Regions from separate parts of the Hordeum vulgare genome. Here region 2 is linked to region 1. Evidence: chromatin contacts called from public Hi-C data. All regions are on one chromosome and are shown on one strand. Each heading gives the region's core, a stretch centred on a gene start, on an enhancer-like site or on the middle of the called end of the contact. The rest is flanking DNA. Distances are from core to core; before and after follow the strand shown. Region 1 holds the start of LOC123402975 (54S ribosomal protein L37, mitochondrial). Region 2 holds the start of LOC123402040 (UDP-glycosyltransferase 72B1-like).

Evidence for each region. A called contact is a pair of places that touch in the nucleus more often than the background predicts.
Region 2: a Hi-C map of leaf shows a contact between it and region 1, with 2.1 times the contacts expected there. The contact joins the promoter of LOC123402040 here to the promoter of LOC123402975 in region 1. A contact is called at or near these places in 2 of 6 Hi-C or Micro-C datasets (leaf and seedling).

What each region holds. Positions count from the first base shown.
Region 1 is chr6H:59,264,477-59,267,887 of MorexV3_pseudomolecules_assembly, reverse strand. LOC123402975 (54S ribosomal protein L37, mitochondrial) reads left to right here and starts at 1,400. Exons shown (of 2, transcript XM_045096949.1): 1 at 1,400-1,549; 2 at 2,442-3,205. The coding sequence starts at 2,461. The coding sequence ends at 2,850.
Region 2 is chr6H:59,406,220-59,409,315 of MorexV3_pseudomolecules_assembly, reverse strand. LOC123402040 (UDP-glycosyltransferase 72B1-like) reads left to right here and starts at 1,520. Exons shown (of 1, transcript XM_045095899.1): 1 at 1,520-3,096. The coding sequence starts at 1,813.

The sequences.
Region 1 (3,411 bases), core at 151-2,650:
CCTCGAGCCCATGCTTGGGCCTAAAGGCTGGGCAACCCGCCTCGAGCACGCGGGCCGATACGGCATGACCCGTTTACTTTTTCCATATTTATATGTCTATACCTACTAATAAAGTAAGGATAACTTATGTCCTTATGTCATTCAAATTGCCCGTGAAGTTGGCTAAAATTACCCACCATGTCACCGGTAAGTAAAGAAAAATGATTCGTTTTTCCTCTTCTAATAAGTCGGTTGTTCCTCTCCTTCAACATGTAGAGATCCACCAAGCTATCACAACTACACGCCCATCCGAAGTGGTTGGAGCCGCGCGCTTCAAACCTGCAAACACAGGTTCGATCCCTCACCTCCCCATCACCCTTTCTCCCCCTTTTCTTTGTCGATAACTGCCCGACTGGGCCGGCCTAGTCTGGCCTTGAGCACTTATTTTTCTTAATTGTTTTTTTGTTTTATTTGAATATACTCTGAATATTTTATTTATAAAAATCACCTATATGCAAACTTTGATAAAATTTTAATCATGCACTAAAGGAATGCCAAACTTGAATAAAAAAATTATTATATACAAAAAATGTACAATGCGTAAGGAAAAATAACTACATAATTTTTAATTCTTTTTGAATTTTTTATCATGCATTCAAAAAATATTAAATGTGCATATAAAATGTTTCCAATGTATAAGAAAAATGTACACAAAAAATACAATGTATATGAAACAAATTAGACATAACAAATTAATATGAAAAAATGCTAATCATGTACTTGGAAAATGTCAAACATATATAAAAAATATTCCTGATTTATACCAAAAATGTATAATGGGTATAAAAAAGTAAACATCAAAACTAAATATGTTTTAATAAATTTTGACCATGAAATTGGAAAATATTAAACATGTAAATATAAAAATATATAATGGCTTAAATTTTGATTTTCATGTTGTTTAAAATTGTTTTCATAACAAAAAAAAAGAACTACCAAACATGTCGGTGCGTTGCAACGGAAGGAACATCCCGTGTGTTCAGCAGAATCATAAAGATGTGATAATTTTTTAAGTGCATACAAGGTGTTTCTCATCAACTATATCTTCCGTTACAACACACGGACATTTTTGCTAGAATACATATATAACATTTAAAATAGCCCAACAGGTCAAAATCGATCCAAAAAACAGTCACAACAAACCAAAAACGATCTAAAAACAGCCTAAAAGACTAATAGCTTCCGTGCCATGCCTGGATTTGAAGGCTAAATACATGGACCGACACGGCCTTGCCCGGCTAATAATCATGTCTGAACGGGCCATGCCATGCCATGCCGGGCCTGTTTACGACGGGCCGTGCTGGCCCGTTTGGCCAGGTATGCTGCAAATGAGCAACCCATCGCACTTCTCAGTAGTGGCAAAATCTACCGGACGAGCGGAACTCCCTGCTTAATTTTCCTGTCTCGGTCTCACCCTCCCCCAAACGAAACCCTACTCCTCGGCCCTCAACTTTCCTCTCTCGCGGCAGCGGCAGCGGCGGCGGCGGGACCAAGGGCAGCGGCGCAGCAGGTCTCTCTCTCTCTCTCTCTCTCTGCGCGGCTTGCGACGTCTCATTCGCAGCAAGGCGTCGCGGCGGCGGCGGCGGCGTAGATGGTCTATAGGATTAGATCCTGTTTCTGATTTTGCGTCGGCTGATTCTGGATTCAGGAAGTAGTGTCTTATGTTTTAACTGATTTTGCTTCAACAAGAAAGAAACTTGTGTTAACTGATGGGGGGCATATCTGATCTCCACCCTTCTCATACTTTCGCTCAACTCAGAGACAAACTTGCTAATCATATTGTGGTGCTTATTGCCTGAAATATTGTGAATGATGCCATACTGTGAATTACGATGACCTACACAAAGGGATCATTCAGATTTTGCTTTCGCTGGGCTTGATGCTGGAACCAGTGTTGATGTTCTTTCTGACTTCAGACAGCTCCAATCTGAAAGTTGTTTGAACTGTTTTTTACTTGGCAAGAACCTTACTTTGTATGGTAGTTATATTTTACTATCATCATCTTTAATCATGTGTAATTCGTGTATTCAGTAGACCAAAATAGTAATTTCGAAGTAAGTTGCAGTAAAAATCCTGGAGGCAGAATTACAAGCCTTAAATAAACTTTCCGAGCTTTAATTCCTTATATTACGGTATAAGTGAACACCTCATGGCCGCCTGGCTGGAACAGGCTGCAACAGCAAGGCCCCAAACCTGATTTTTTCAGTACTAAGTCTCATGTACTCAGCATACTGCTTTTACACCTCCCTACTCTTATGATCCTCTGTTCAAATGCCTTAATTGCTAGCAGATTTTGAACCGTTTTCTTCTGTCAGCATTGGTGGTTTTCTCATGTTATCAGTTGACACTTGATTCTTTTTTAAGCAGAGTTGACACTTAGTTCTGATGATTTATATATGCAGCTAAAATATCAACCCAGGAATGGCAATGTCTTGGACACGAGTATTGAAGTGTGGAATTATTCCAAGAGATGTAGCTCAATTGGTTGGGATAAGAGGCTTTGCAGCTCAGGCCAAGGGAAAGAAGGGCGGAAAAGGTGGTGCGGCTGATGCTAAACCTGTGCTCAGCAAAGAAATGAAGAGTACAACTGTGTTTGGGGCAAATATCCTGAAGGAGGGTTCTGACCCGAAGATCCAACCAGATTCTGAGTACCCTGACTGGCTGTGGCACCTGGTTGACAAGCGTCCTGTGCTGAGCGAGCTGCGGAGGAAAGATTCCAAGACACTGCCTTATGAAGACCTGAAGCGTTTCGTCAAGTTGGACAACCGGGCGCGGATCAAGGAAAACAATGCTCTCACTGCTAAGAACTGATCAGGAGAATCTCATCTCATGTAGTGGTTGAAGTAAGCATATTGTCTTGTCTTTTGTTACAAGGTTTATTAGTTGCTTTTTGGTAATAATGTAGTGACTTGGAAGTTGCTTGGCTTAGTACAATGTAGCCTATGTGACCAGCATGCTATTTTTGCCATGTTCTTTGTAAGATGTAACTTCTGTATCTTGCAGCAAATGCTGTAGCAAGTTTCGCGTGCTTTGCTTGGCTTGGTACACTGTTTAGCCTAGGCGACAAGCATGTTTGCGTTTCATGTTAAGAATTTAAGATGTAAGTGCCATGTTTTGCAGCAGGAGTTTTAATCCTATCAATAGAAAGACAGAACTATCTGAAGTATAATATGTACACAACAATTACAGCTTTGCTAAATTAGCAAAGCGTGACTATGGTGCATCAGACTCATGAATTCATTAAACTTGGAGCAGCACTGCAACTCTATTTTTTTTTCATAAACTGCAGTTATATTTAGCGATGGTAAAAGAAAAATCATGCTGTGCATCCTCATGCTGCTTCCATTTCATGAACTACATTACTATTTAATC
Region 2 (3,096 bases), core at 271-2,770, 140 kb before region 1:
AGGCCGACGTGCCGGGCGTGCCCGGACTTCCCATATCCGCTTCATATTTGGACTGAATACGAGGGGTGTCAATCAGTCCCGGCTTTTGAGGCCCCTTTAAACGGTCCCTTTGGTTTTTTTTTTGTGACCGGACGACCTATCCAAACGTTTGAGACGGATTAAAGAGTCCGTCTATAGATGCTCTAAAGCGACAACTGGTATTAACAAAGCCACACGAGATTAAGGCCCTGTTTGTTTCAGAAGTCCCAGGACTTTTTTTAGTCCCAACTAAAAAGTTCCTAGTCCCTGCCCGTTTGTTTTTATGAACAAAACAGAGACTAGAGGTCATTAAATAACACGCAAAAAGAACACGCTACCCCTAGTAATATACTAGAAGTTATTAAAAGACATGCTAAAAGTAGGGGCACTATTGGAAAAAGTGCCAAAAAAGTCCCCAAAAGACCCTCCCGTAGGTACTTCTTCCTTTAGTCCCATAATACCCCCTTTTAGTCCCTAAAAGTCCATCCTGTTTGTTTCACATGGGACTAAAAGGAATTTTTTTTAGTCTCTATACCAAAAAGTCCATGGAAACAAACACCCCCTGATTATCTTACCTACTAATAAAGCGCGTACTGCTTCTGTCGTCCGTCGCTGCCTGTTTTAAATTCGCGACCCAGTGTGTTTGGTTCATCTAGCGATCGGCCCCTTTAAATACACCAGATTGACAGTAGCCCGAGTGGCTAGAGCTTTCAACTTTCCCGCACGATACCCAAGTTCGACCCCCACCACCACCGAGTTTCTTCGTTTCTTTTTTCTACTTGATTTCAGGCTGACGTACGTTAGAGCTGCACTGTTGCAACTTCTGTTCAATTTTTTTAATGTTTCTACTTTTGTAGATTCAAATATATTTTTAAATATTTATATCTTTTAAATTCTAACTCTAAATTTCAAAAGTTATATATGAAGTAGCTTTAAAAATATATAGACTTCAAATATAATATTATTTTTTATGATAATTATTTTTGAAATTGTGTTTGCATCCTTAGTTAATACAGTACCCTTTTTATATGAGGCGTTTGAAGAACTTTGGCCCAACTATTTTATTTTTAACGTTTCTATTTTTTGCAGATTCAAATACATTTATATATTCATATCTTCTAAACTCTAACTTCAAATTTCAGAAGTTATATACGAAATAATTTAAAAAATATGTAGATTTCAAATGTAATCTTATCTTTCATGTTAATTATTTCCAAAATAATGTTTACATCCTTAATTAATACCTTTCTTTATATGGGGTACAATGTTTGTGAAAAAAATAAAATTTCATGATTTTGAAAAAAAAAATTGTGTATTATTTTTTGACTGCAATTGAAAAAAAATGTTTGCTAATTCAAAAAAATGTTCAAGCATCTCAAGAAATGTCCTATTTTTTAAAAAACATAATATGATCTGCATCATTGAAGATTATAATTGTTTTTCTTCTTTTGCAACCCACGGCCCCTTTTTGCTAGTCACACTAATCCACCGTAGCTGTAGTACCAAATTTAGCTAGCCTTGCCCAACTTTTTTATGATGTCCACTCAACAAATGCTTTCTCCGGCATGTATCGTGACGAGCACAATTAGCACAAAAGAAGGACGGCAGCGACGGAGCAACCACAGTTCCGTTTGGCCATAAGACAGTCATTCAGACACAGATCGATCTGGCGTTACATATAGGGCCAATCCGTTCCATCGTTTCCCAGGTCCACACATTTTTCATCTTTTTAAGCCACTGGTCGATCGAGTGCTCGACTCAGTCTCTCCGTACCGTACGTGCGTCCACCAAGGCATGGCCGGCGAGAGCGACGACCGGGGCGCCGCGCGCGCGCCGCATGTGGCGCTACTCTCGTCGCCGGGCATGGGTCACGTGGTGCCGGTGGCCGAGCTGGCGCGGCGGCTGCACGCGGAGCACGGCTTCACGGCCACCGTCGTCACCTACGCCAGCTCCGACTCCGCGGCGCAGCGCGCGTTCCTGGCATCCCTCCCGCCGGCCGTCGGCTCCGCGTCCCTCCCGGCCGTCCCGCTCGACGACCTCGTCGCCGCCGGCGCCGCCATCGAGACGCTGCTCTCCGTCGAGGCCCAGCGCTCTGTGCCGGCGCTGGCCAATCTCCTAGAGGGCCTCGGGAAGGACGGCAGCCTCGTCGCCTTCGTGGCGGACCTCTTCGGCGCCGACACGCTGCGCGCGGCGCGCGACGTCGGCGTGCCGGCGTACCTCTTCTTCCCGTCCAACCTCCTGATGCTCTCCCTCATGCTCCACCTCCCGCGCCTCGACACCGAGCTGGACGGCCAGTTCCGTGACCAGACAGAGCCCATAAGGCTGCCCGGCTGCGTGGCCGTGCCCGGCGCCGACATCCTGCAGCCGCTCCAGGACAGGACCAGCGACGCCTACCGCTGGATGGTGCACCACGGTGAGAGGTACCGCGACGCGGACGGCATACTTGTGAACACCTTCGACGCCATCGAGCCGAACGCGGCGGCGATCCTCCGGCAGCCCGAGCAAGGGCGTCCGCCGGTGTACCCAGTTGGGCCGGTCATACGGCAGCCTGACGACGGCGACGACGATGCCACCGGCTGTATCAGGTGGCTCGACGCGCAGCCCGACAAGTCGGTGTTGTTCGTCTCGTTCGGCAGCGGAGGCGCGCTCTCCGCGGCGCAGATGGACGAGCTGGCGCGCGGGCTGGAGCTCTCCGGACAACGGTTTCTGTGGATCGTGAGGAGCCCCACCGACAGCGGGGCCGACCCGGGTGCCAACTACTACGACGGGTCGAAGAGCAAGGACTATCCACTCAAGTTCCTGCCATCTGGGTTCCTTGAGAGGACCAAGGAGGTGGGCCTGGTGGTTCCATCCTGGGCCCCGCAGGTCAGGGTCCTCGGCCACCGGGCCACGGGAGCCATGTTAACGCATTGTGGATGGAACTCGGTGTTAGAGAGCGTAATGCACGGCGTTTCGATGATCGTGTGGCCTCTATACGCCGAGCAGAGACAGAATGCCGTGATGTTACATGAAGAAACCAAGATAGCACTAAGACCAAAGGTTCGAGGAGCAGATGGACTGATTCTTGGCGAAGACATC